Linked DNA regions of Zea mays: region 1 is linked to region 2. Evidence: chromatin contacts called from public Hi-C data. All regions are on one chromosome and are shown on one strand. The core of a region is the stretch at or near the end of the contact, and the rest is flanking DNA. Distances in the headings are between cores, read along the strand shown. Region 1 holds the start of LOC111590822. Region 2 holds the start of LOC100192476.

What was found. Hi-C and Micro-C count contacts between places; a contact is called where the count stands out from the background.
Region 1: a contact with region 2 is called in a Hi-C map of leaf, with 6 times the contacts expected there. The contact joins the promoter of LOC111590822 here to the promoter of LOC100192476 in region 2. A contact is called at or near these places in 3 of 25 Hi-C or Micro-C datasets (leaf and an unstated tissue).

The regions. Positions count from the first base shown.
Region 1 is chr2:22,976,478-22,982,934 of Zm-B73-REFERENCE-NAM-5.0, reverse strand. LOC111590822 reads right to left here and starts at 1,315. Exons shown (of 2, transcript XM_023301603.1): 1 at 1,074-1,315; 2 at 430-988. The coding sequence starts at 1,139. The coding sequence ends at 581. It overlaps LOC100280027 (ELMO/CED-12 family protein), which reads left to right and starts at 2,554. Exons shown (of 9, transcript NM_001152971.1): 1 at 2,554-2,910; 2 at 3,021-3,133; 3 at 4,198-4,266; 4 at 4,783-4,898; 5 at 4,988-5,042; 6 at 5,396-5,516; 7 at 5,630-5,677; 8 at 5,778-5,872; 9 at 5,955-6,457. The coding sequence starts at 2,826. The coding sequence ends at 6,056.
Region 2 is chr2:22,391,716-22,397,404 of Zm-B73-REFERENCE-NAM-5.0, reverse strand. It overlaps LOC100192476, which reads left to right and starts at 3,279. Exons shown (of 1, transcript NM_001137696.2): 1 at 3,279-4,660. The coding sequence starts at 3,324. The coding sequence ends at 4,472.

The DNA.
Region 1 (6,457 bases), core at 66-2,565, 590 kb before region 2:
GTAGCAGCAATGGTGACCTCTGACAAAAAAAAGTGATCAACTTTATGTGTGGTAAATAGGTATGCACGGTTAGTTATTTCAATGAAACATGGGTGATGGAGTAAAACATGAAACACAAATAGGAAAAATATGAAGGTGTGCGTTGTATCGAGGAACATGGAATAAACATCCTATACTTCAATTGGCAGAGTAAGCACACCTTAATTGGCAGAATAAACATGAGATTTACGGTCTATAGGTCTAGGAGAGACATGTATTTTGGTGAGTATGGAAAGGAATAGGTAACCATTTGTTTACTACAAAACCATACTATCTGTTCTGAATAGAAGTTGTAGGTTGTCCAAATGAACTGCTGCCAGACGTCAATTGTAGGAAGCAAATTATACATGTTTATTGTGACAGCAAACTGCAGAAGGCAAACTGAATGCATTGGCGAAAGGCAACGGCGATAACTAAGCAAAACCAACACGGATTCTAGGAGTCGGAAACAGACTCGAAATCCACCAACGGCAACACTGAACTATCAAATGGTTGGTTCATCTCTGCATATCGTCTGACTCTTTCATATAGTAGGTGAAAATCACACCAAAATTGAAAGGGGAGGGGGGACAATGAGCCGTTTCCAAAGGAGTAAACAAATTCGAAGGAGCATCATCCAGTAAAGAATCCAAATCGACTGGTGCACAGTAATAAAAGTAATTCCTTGTACGATCGCCCGACGATAGCTTGCCTGTAGGTCTGGCCTAGCCAAGGCGTTCGACCGAGAAGGGAGAGCGGGTGGAGGGAGGCGAGTGGCTGGCCGGTTGCCGGCTAGCCTACAGGCCTGGCCCGGCCGTGTGGAGGAGGGGCACTGCGCTGGAGCGATGGAGCCGTTGAGTGTGGCTGCGGCATGCGGAGGCGCTATGCAGAGCGGGACTTTGTGAGAGGGTATGTGCATGCGCCCGTGTGAGGGGTGGGAGGAGAAGCCGTCGAGCCTGATCGTCGCCACCTGTGTGACGAGCGCGAGTAAGGGAGGGAGCGGAATATGAGTGCCGACGTTGAGGAAGATATAGATGTGAGATGCAGAAACGCACCACGGGCATGTGCCTATGTGAGAGGCGGGAGGGGAAGTCGCTGGCGCCGTCAAGCATGAGCGTCATTGCCGTCTCATGTGTGCCGAGCGCGAGAAAGGATGCGGGCGAAGATGAGCATCGTCGTTGCGAGGAAGATGATGGGTGATGCAGAAACCTACTACGCGCCTACGCCTGTGGAAGAGGTGTGAGGGAAAGTCGCTGGCGCCGTCGAGTGTAGGCGTCACCGTCGTCGCCTGCGTGTCGAGGGCAAGTAAGGAAGGGAGCGGAAGATAAGCGTCGGCTCCGTGCCTTCGCTGTAAATAAAAGCGACAAGACGAAATTTCTAGATGCTTGACACATTGATCTTACCTTGGAAGATTCGAACACGAAAGGCAACAGTGAAGAGGACAATCCAGGCTCATTGTGGTCCTTACCGTTTTCCACCGCGCTCTTATCTCACCGTGTATCCGAAATCTGACGGCTGGTAGAAATAGAGCATACGTGGACAGCCTATCATAGCAGGTTTGCGTCAAGCTCTATTATATAGAAATTTGAACATCCTTTCTTTGAAAGTTCGGTTTTCTTGGGGAGGAGGACCGGAGGAGATGGTCGACATGCAGGATTGCAGGATGTCACCGTGCTTTGGTTACCTGGTGCTGGTGGCGTCACTGCCTATGTTGACATCAATGAAGACGGCACACTCTGTATCGGAGTTGGGTGGTACTGGGACGAAGACGAAGGGATCAACCTGGTGATGGAGAGAGACTATGGAACAGATGGGAGGCTCAGGGAGGTTCGTTCGAAAACTGAAGTAGAGCGCCGGTGGTATCAATCAGTTACATAATAACCCAAACATTCTTTTATTTTCTATTTTTCTGCTTTGATAACCTTTGTTTCGAAATAGCAGTGTAGGATCAACATCTGATACACAAAACCTGCCCGTTTGACAGCATTGATGTTAAGCTGTAATTTTTTGTTGCTTCTGTGGAATGTGGATGTTCTGGTTTCATCAATAAGAAAAATAAGCTTTCAATTGCCGTTGTCCTATGCGTCATATTTTATGCTACACAGCTACAGCCACAGAATGACTCGTTCAGAACGTTATATTTTGGCCACTTGCTGTGGAGTATGCTGACAGTTTTTGAGAAACCCACGCTGCATGCCTGCGTCTGATCTAGATCTTCGCCCATTAGGTGACAAGATTGATGACCTTGATCTGTCTTTGACATCTTTTATTCGTCTTTGATAAACTGATTTATCTCTGAACGTCAATATTCTTGAGTGAAATTCAGATCTGGCTCATCTTTTGGGGTCGAAAATTCCACCTGGATACTCCGAGCTTCAGCAGCCACCTTGCTTGAAGTCTCTGGGAGACCGGCACTGACTGAGGTCGTGGGAACGTTTGCTTTCTACGCCAAACGTCTGGCCCAGGCTGAAGCAAGGAAACCGCAATAATTCGCGCCACCATCGGGACGGCCGGACGGGAGCCACGCCAAACTAAGAAACGCCAAGTTGCCAGCCAAACGAACCAGCTAAAACAAGGGGGGGCAGCACCGCGGCGCGGCGCGGCGTGGGGACAGAGCCCTCGTGATCGATCCGTCCGTGGGATCTCGCGCACGCCAGGATTGGAGAGCCGCGGCCTCCCCCCGCCCCAACCAGCCATGGGTTCCCGCGCGGATCGCGGCTCTTAGACGCGGAGGAGGAGAGAGACAGGGGGAGGGGAAGGCCGAGGCCTAGGAGGCGTGGTGCAGCGCGCGAGCGCGTTCGTTCGGCATGGAACAGAACGACGGCTCGTTCCTCGCCGTGCGACGCCTCTCCGGCGGCGCCATCCACCACCATCGCCACCACTCTTCGCCGGGTACGCGCGTGGCGCTGGCGCCGTCGTTTGGTTGCGCTGTTTGCCTTCGTGCAGACTGCAGAGGCTCACGGTTGTGGTTTTCTCCCCCTTCCGTTTTCCTGCGCCCGCAGCTGAGGTCGTGGGCGTGTCCACGGCGTGGATCGGGAAGGGGCTTACGTCGTGCGTGTGCGCGCAGGGGACGGAGAGCGACGGGCGCCTCTCCTTCGATTTGAGTCCCATTCAGGTAAAAGCTCGTTCTCATTCCGTTATTTTATTATTGCTTACTAGATAAATGCCAGGTAAAACTAGTACCATGAATCCATAAAGCGTAAAGTATGAACATGTTTTTGTAGTTTGCGCTGCTGAAACGGTTTTTACTGTTTGAGCTGAAGCTATTTTCTAGAAAATGTTGGTAAATTAGATTCTCCTAGCTATTTTCTAGGGAAGTAAGTTGTCGAGCCTCCCGCCTGTGAACGAGCAAAACGAATCGATGCTAGCGCGGGCACGCCGCACGCGTGTGAGGGAGCGGGGCGTGGGGCAGGCCCACGTGTCGGCGCAGCATAACGGGGTGCGCGGCTAAGAAGGCGGGAGGACGATCGCGGGCGCGCGCACGAAACAGAAACAGGTTGGACGAAAGCCATCCGTAGATATCTCTCTTCGACACAGGGCGTTGTTAACATCTCTGTTTTTTCCCTGCGACATGGGATCATTATGAATGATGAATCCTCCCCTGAAAGTTTGAATATGAACTGGCAATATTGTTATGGGAACATAAAGGGGTTATTTGAGTCCGATAGGAGCGACTGTGGAAGCCGTACTGTCTTTAGCACAATGTATGGTTGGTATTATGATTCGCTCAGAAGGAGGAAAACTGTCATGTAACTGCAATTGCTTCTTCGACAGGTATGGTCTTTTGTGAATTGTGATTGCTTGGTGTGTTCTCCAATGCATAGGGCGATGAAAAATTCTTGCTCTCGTTTTGTTTCATAACGTAGTAGTTTATAATTTTATATGTCGACGTTGGGGCTAGAGACGGGTTAGAGACATTTCCTGTCTTCCTTGTGAATTGATTTCTGAGAAAAGAAATTGAAATATTAAGTTTTATAAAGAGCAATGAGGATGCAAATGTATAGAGAAAGTTTTCATTCCTCGTCCTTATTTTGCGATAATGGAAACATGAAGTAGTGTCATGTCATGCCATGCCATTATAGCATTGATTGCTTTGACACAGCATATCTTTCTGTGATTAACATTGTTTGCCATTGCCTCCATTATGTATTAAAATACACAGGTTATTCTCTGTTGCAGGAAGAGTGCTTGCATAGGTTGCAGAACCGGATAGAGGTGCAGTATGATGGTTCAAATCTAGAGCATCAGGTACAAGCATTAGCTGATATCAGCACCTTGTTAGTTTTAGCGTGCAACATCGTACTTGAAATTCACATTTGTTCTTTTGTTACCGTTGGTGCTGTGATGAACTTTGGTTTTTTCTTCAAATTCGAGATGACTATGGCGTGCCATAACATGCGTTGGTATACTTAATAGTACAGTTGCATTGCATGCACGTGCTTGGGTTGAGGGAAGAGAGGGAGGGGGACTAATATTTACCGCGTGACTGAGACGTGTATTTCAACCCATCATTTTAATTAGACACAAGTTTTTTTTTTGTTAAGGATCCTCAAATAGCCAACTGATACGATTGTAAAACAGTTATTTGCTTTGCTTATGATTTCTTACCGTTGCCAGTAATAATATGATCTGGTGCTACTGGGCCCTAAGAACTAAAAATATCTGAATAATTTCAGCTTCATATGGGAATCTATAGCATGTGTTTCCATCTTCTTTTCCTGAGTTCTATCTATTTTGGGTTATTTACTGACACAATTCCATTAGAAAGCACTGGTGGCCCTTTGGCATGCTTCTTTTCCTGGAACTGAACTTCTAGGATTAGTATCAGACCAGTGGAAGGAGATGGGATGGCAAGGGAAAGATCCATCTACAGATTTCAGGTCTGGCATCCCTTCTCTCCAACATTTGCAGCTTAGCATTCATTTGATATATTTTGAATGTGCAATAATATGTTCATCTGGACTTACAGGGGTGGTGGTTTTATATCTTTGGAGAATTTACTGTATTTCTCTAAGAAATATCCAGTGAGTAAAAAATACTTGACCCACCTGCCTGTTGACATTCATCTCAACATTTCTGTAATGCTGGATTGTGCCATTGATGTAGCGTTAGTTGCTATTCATTGAGCTCGAATTTGAAAGGATCTAAAGACTAATATAATAGTTCACATGCGCTTTGCTTTTTCACTGAAACTCTGCCTCCGTACCTCTTGTGCCAATTGAACAGTAAAGGTCTAAGATTTATCCATGTGTGGTGCACTATATAGTCAGAAAAAAAAACAATTGAGAATTCAGTTACTACCACTACATAAATACATTGAACTGGATCTTTTCAAATTGAGCCCCTAATTCAGCCCAGTGAACCGCTTTCTCTGCAGAAATCCTTCCATGAGCTCCTTCGTAAGCAGAATGGTGATAGAGCATTGTGGGAATACCCCTTTGCTGTAGCTGGTGTAAATATTACATTCATGCTAATTCAGATGCTTGATCTTCAAGCAGGTTCGTCTTCAAACTTTTCAGCATTTATTATTAAGTTGATCTGAACTGTGAAACTAGTTTGTTAATCGCCATTAACAATCTGAATACTTCGACTGATGTTGATGTCTCTGCAGCTAAGCCAACGTCATTGGTTGGAGCAGTTTTCCTAAATCTACTCTTAGGTAAGTTGTTCTTTTATTGTTAGATTTGTGTTGGACTCAAACCTTACAGAACTGATATAGTTTTGGTTACTTCGACTGATGATGGTTGTTTCCTGTTCAGAAAATGATCGAGCGTTTGACATTCTTTACTGCATAACCTTCAAACTGATGGATCAGAAATGGCTTGAAATGCACGCCAGTTACATGGATTTCAATGTACGTGTTTCCTTTCTACCAGGCACGTTCTTTGTACCAGGCACCTTCCTTGCTGACCAAATTTGCGGAACTCACGCTGCAGGTGGTTATTAAATCTACACGGCGCCAGCTCGAGAGGGAGCTGTTGCTAGAAGACATCCAGAGGATCCAGGACATGCCATCATACATGCTTCTCACCTGCTAGCAATTGAACTTGGTCATACCTAACATTGCAGCAAGGTAGTGCATCTCCATACACTCGAAGAAGTTGCGACGTTGGAACCACGTATACCGAGCTCAGTATGGGGGGCGTGGGCGATCTAGGTTCATGGACTGTGGATGTGCTGCTTTAAATTGTCGTGTTTACCTACTTGACAACGACCTTAACACCGAATGCCTTTTCGTTTGGACGATGCGCTGCATCTTGGAGCTAACTTTCGTTGTAAACAGGACTACAGGAGGATCGTGGAAACTTGTCTGAATATGATTTGTAGCCATGTGTATGCATAATCTTGCCGCTTTACTGAAAAAAGGCAGATTAAGGCTAATTATAGCCTTATAGTCATTTGAGTTGGGCTGGGTACCTTGTGTGGGGCCCATAACGAA
Region 2 (5,689 bases), core at 2,030-4,529:
TCTATGTCTACTTGGTATGATATATTGGCCACCGCTGGCTAGACTTCTTTCAGAAGTTCTTTAATCTTGGCATCATCATAATTGGCGGCGAACCCTGGCAAGCTCCATGCATGGATAATGTGACATAGTTATCCTTAAGGCCAAGCCACTCTCTTCTTCCATGTGAGCTCGATTGATCTCATAGAATTGTTCCTGAACATTAGATAGACATCTCCTAGACCCTATACCATACAATCGAGCCATCATTGTCTTTAGTCGGGGCTTATGAACAATTAACACTTCTTAGTATTCTGCAAAACAATACCATGATTTAGTATTTGAATTTTGCAAGATAAAGATAACAAGTGACTTACTCTTCTTCTCAACCAGAGCCATGTCTTTAGGCTTGTTGGCTGAGTCTAGCTTCTCGGCTAGATATTTGTTAGTGGCTTTGCCTTGGTCTATTGTATTCTTGAAGGCAACAAGGGTCTTCTTCGTATCAACCATTTGCTCTTTCATTTTGAACTTCTTATCCTGAAGAACCTTGACCGCCTTGGGCATCACACCACTAGCTATGAAAACTGTAGAGACAACTTACCAGACAATAACATAAGAGACTTGAACTTCATACATGAAGATTTGGTTACCTACCTTCAAACTCGACCGAGTTGGTCTCAAGTTGCTTGCACAAATCCTGGACGGTGTCAACCAACTCAACATTGTACCTCCAAACTTAGTCAAGTAGACTCAAATGCTTGAAGTTTCTTCTATGTGAGCATGGGCACGAGGGATTTTCTTTAGGTTCATTCAAAATTTTCTACAAACGACATTGTAAAAAACTAGAGTTTACAAGATGAATTGAGATTTAAGAGAGTACCTGTTGAAATTTTTAGAAATCAGTACCATACTATCGAGCTCCATCTGGCTTCGGCCTTCTACTAAGTCTATCTTTCCCATTGAATTTTGTCCAAACATTACCGAGAGTTCATTGCATTTGGTACTAGACATGGAAGTTTTAGCCTCACACAGAACTTACTTAAAGGGCACATCAAAAAGATGATTGTGAGAGGCAGTTATCTATAGATGGTTCAGAGGCGCATGAAGGACTCCGTACAACAGTAGTATCCTTAGAACTTGACTCGGTTTTTAGGGTCTAAAAAACTTTGGTTTAGATTAAAGTTTTTTGCTGGCGCGTGGATGTGGTCTCGTCCTTCTTCTCCTATGCCGCAACCAAAATATTGTGTTTTTAAAGACGTGCTGGACTGATGTACAATTAAACATAGTCGTGTCGTGCCATTTGGTAACCTGTGCTTATGAAAAAAAAACAATGTTTCAAACAGTCCCAGAGGTATAGTAGTATAGTAGTGATTCATACATTCACACAATTCTTAACCTGCCGTTTCCCTATTTCGAGTATCAGCAAGCAATTAATATGAATTTTAGCCCTGTCTAACAAGTAAGATATTTGATAGTACTAGTACAAACTGAAAATGCGACCACGCCTACGAAATCTCGATCGGCGCATGCGTACTGGAAGGTGGCGCTTGTCTACGAAATCTGTACGTATACGCATGCATGGCTGGATGATAACTACATCCCTCGTACCGAACCGATACCCGCCGCGTGTACGCACGAAATCACTGTCCTACATCATCATCATCAGAAAACTGCCCCCATACACTGAGCTGTAACCTGTAAAGATGGCTCTCTCTCTCTCTCTCTCTCTCTCTCTCTCTCTCTCTCTCTCTCTCTCTCTTTCTTCCCTTCGATCGGGACCTCACTGTCAGCTCAACGTTCAGTTTTACACGCACGATCAGGAGAGCACGCTATATAAAGCAGCGCATCGTCACTGGAGCTCTCTCACTGCACTCTACTGCTCAGGTCGGAAAGTTTCTGTGCCGAGCGAGAACGAGAAGACAAGAGGAAGCCAAAAGGAGAACTAGGGGTGAAAACGGGTAGGGTACCCGAAACGGGTATCGGATACGGGTACTGATTCAGGACCATTTTTCGGATACGGATACGGGTATTTTTATATTCGGGACGGATACGGGTAATACCCGGATAGTATAGCTTCGGATTCGGGTCGGATACGGAACGAGTACTACCCGGTAAATACCCGGATATTCGGGTCGGATACGGGTACCCGGAATTCGGGTACCCGTTTTTTCTTTTTCTGCATAATAATATAGTTATAAAATCATAACTTTTACATATGAAATCGGATGAAGATAAAGTTTATATGAAAATTGTAGAGCTCGAAGAGATCTATAACTTTATAGTACAACACATTTTTGTTTAAACATATCTTTAGGCCAAAATCATTGAAATAATGTCTAAATTTATATCAAAATAATAGACTTTAACATTTTCATGTGGGGACTTAAGATTATCTCCATGTGGGAACTTAGAATTATCTTTTTATAAACTATTTATTAATATTGGTAACTTATTCGCAATTTCCGGTCGACACTACAATATTTTTATGAATTTAATTGTATTTTGATGATTTTCTACAACAAGAAATTAATAATACACCAAATAGCCTAAAAAATTCATGAATTTTTACGGGAACACAACGTATATTCACGTATAGTTCTCAAAAATATTTGGATTATAAAATCCACAAGATGTTGGTGTTTCTTCCATTCCACTCCCACTTATTGCGTGAATTACACGTGAAATCATTTTATGTATCGACGTTTCAACATAATTAATATTTCACTTATCATTTTCATGTGACGACTTGAGGTTTTATTTGAATATAATGTTTATTTGTTTTGGTAAGTTTTTTGCAATTTTGGGTCAAAATTAGTGTATTTATGAATTTTAATTATATTTTGATAATAGTCCGACGGTACAACATATGGCCACATATAGTCATAAAAATAATGGGACCATAAAATCCACACGATGTCAACGTTTTTTCTATTTTATTTCCACTTATTGTGTGAGTTACACGTGAAATCACTCTAAGTATCCAAGTTTCAACATAATCAATACTTCACTTTACCATTTTTATGTGGGAACTTGAAATTATCTTCTATTAAATGTTTATTAGTATTAATTTACTTGCAATTTCGTGGTCGAACAAGAATGTTTTATGATAACCAATTAATGCATTATCCGACAAGTATCCGATATCCGATCAAATAATATCCGTATCTGTCACTTATCCGCCCGGATAAATATCCGGCCCCTGTATCCGTATCCGTCCCGTTTCTAACTATCCGTATCCGATCCCGAATCCGTTTTAAATACATTAGGGTAGGATACAGGATGAGCTACTATCCGTCCGTATCCGCCCGTTTTCACCCCTAAGGAGAACCGAGTTTGGGAGGGAGCGGATGGCAATGGCTCTGCTTCCGCTATTGCTCTCGGTCCTCATCGTCTCCTGCGTCGCGCAGTCGCCGGCCTCGTCGCCGTCCGCGTCGAATGCTCCTCCGGTCAGCGCCTCGGCTCCGCGGGGCTCTGTCGCGCCACCGACAACGGCGGTCTCGGCGCCGCAGGGCTCTGTCGCAGCACCGACGACAGCTGCGGCCTCGGCGCCGAAGGCCTCTGTCGCGGCACCGACAACGGCAGCCTCGGCGCCGCAGGCCTCTGCAGCGCCACCGACGACAACGGCGGCCTCGGCGCCAACGGTCTCTGTCGCTGCGCCGCAGGCCTCTGCACAGCCGCCAGCACCAGTTTTCGCGTCGGCGCCCCAGGCGTCGGCCGCGGCACCAACGAAAGCAGCCGCCGCCCCTCAGGTCTCAGCCGCGGCGCCGGCAACAGCAGCCTTGCCGCCAACTACATCAGCCTCCGCGCCCCAGGCCTCGGCCGCGGCACCAACAAAAGCAGCCTTGCCGCCACAGGCCTTTGCTGCGGCGCCAACTACATCAGCCGCGGCGCCGCAGGCCTCTGCCACCGCACCTCCTACCGGCGCCGCCGCGCCACCGACCGCAGCTGCTTCTCCGCAGCTGGCTGCCACGTTGCCTCCGGTTTCCTCCCCGCCACTGGCCGCTACGCCACCTGTCTCTGCTACCCCTCCAGCCACGCTACCTCCCGTCGCATCGCCTACCGTCGCCGTCGCTGCGCCAGCCCCGGCGACTCCGGCTCCAGTCGCCTCCCCGCCCGTAGCAATGCCACCGGCGGCGCTTGCCCCGGCCACGCTCCCTCCAGTGATGGCTCCGACACCACTTCTCGCTGCCCCCGTCATGCCTCCCATCGCGCCACCTGTCACGGCTCCCGCACCGGCTCCCGTTTCTCCGGCTCCAAGTCCAAGCGTCGCCCCGACCCCGTCTCCGACAGAAGCTCCCACCCCGTCGCCCACAGAGGCCCCGACCCCGTCTCCCACGCAGGCGCCTACACTCGCGCCGTTGAGCTCGGTGTCGGTGAGCCCGTCGCTGGCGCCGGGGCCCGCGCTCGCTCAGGAGGACGAGTCGGCGGCGCCGAGCTCGCGCACTGGCGTCGTCGCGGCCCTGGTGGCCGCCGGGCTCGTCGTCGGCTTGTTTTAAGAAGTAGAGCTGCGGCGTTTATTACCGCTATACGTCCGTACCGTTCCTCGCACGGGTCTCTTGTTCTCCTGTTGGTGTTCTCATGGATTGATGCACGCACGAACCATTCTTGCTGTACAACACATTGATAATTTATTTTCCATTTATTATGTATGGATGACGGACTGCCTGCTGCTTTCTTTTGATTATACTCTGATGCGTGTAGTGCATGGAAGATGTATCAGTAGTCTCCGAGCCGCGTGTCGCTAGTAAAACGCGTGTCATGCTGCGTTTTTTGTACGCTTGTTGTCACGTAAATGGACGTGGAGATGGCAACTAGGTTCTAGTAGATGCACGCAGGCGAAGACGAAAGAAGAAGGCCTGCCTTGGAGGAACGTGACCAGCCGTAACAGTATGTCGCCGACGATGGTAGATCCGGTGCTCTTGCCGACATTTTCTGCGAAGGGGAGGACAGGAACTCGTAGCACCACCGACAGAAACGACATGAAACGCGACGCACGTACGATGCCCATCGCAGGGACGAGATCCGTAGGGTCAACCGGGTGGGTGGCCTGGGGCCAGGGCGGGCCGGCCGGCCGGCCGGCCGCGCGTTCCGCTGCTCCCAAAAGGCCAATGATACACCACCCTCAAATCATTCGGCCACCCACCGTCGTTCGCGTTTGACATTTGTGTGATTCGTGAATCTGACTGACACACCGTACAGCACATGCCGGGTACTCCAGTACTAGTCTCCACTCTCCACTACGCCATCGCCACCGAGAAAATACGCTTCGCCGTGGGAAGAAGCGTCACTGCGTCAGCATCGGCAGAGGCATGCGTGTCGGTTGACGAACTCCGGGAGTCGGGAGGGAAAGAGGAGCCGACGAGGGGGAGTGGGGAACAGAGCAATACAATGAGGTAGTAGATCCTGCCAGTGCGCCATCGAGCTCGCACTGTGAATCCCAGGGTCTGTCGCAAAAAACGCCGCCCGGCACAACACCCGTGAGAGCGCGTACGTGGGGGCGCCGCGAAACATGCGCCGGTCGGTCGTCGGTTGGCGCTGGCGCTGGCGCTGGCCTGGTTCGGAGAGTGAGACGGCATCGTCGTGTATGAACCATGAGCAGCTACCAGCTAGGACTGGGGAGCGACGGATCCACGTACATTATGTCAGTATGTACTGCACCTGTGATCGTCGGGAGCTGGTCCTGGTCCTGGCCCTCGAGCCACCTGCCGCCGAT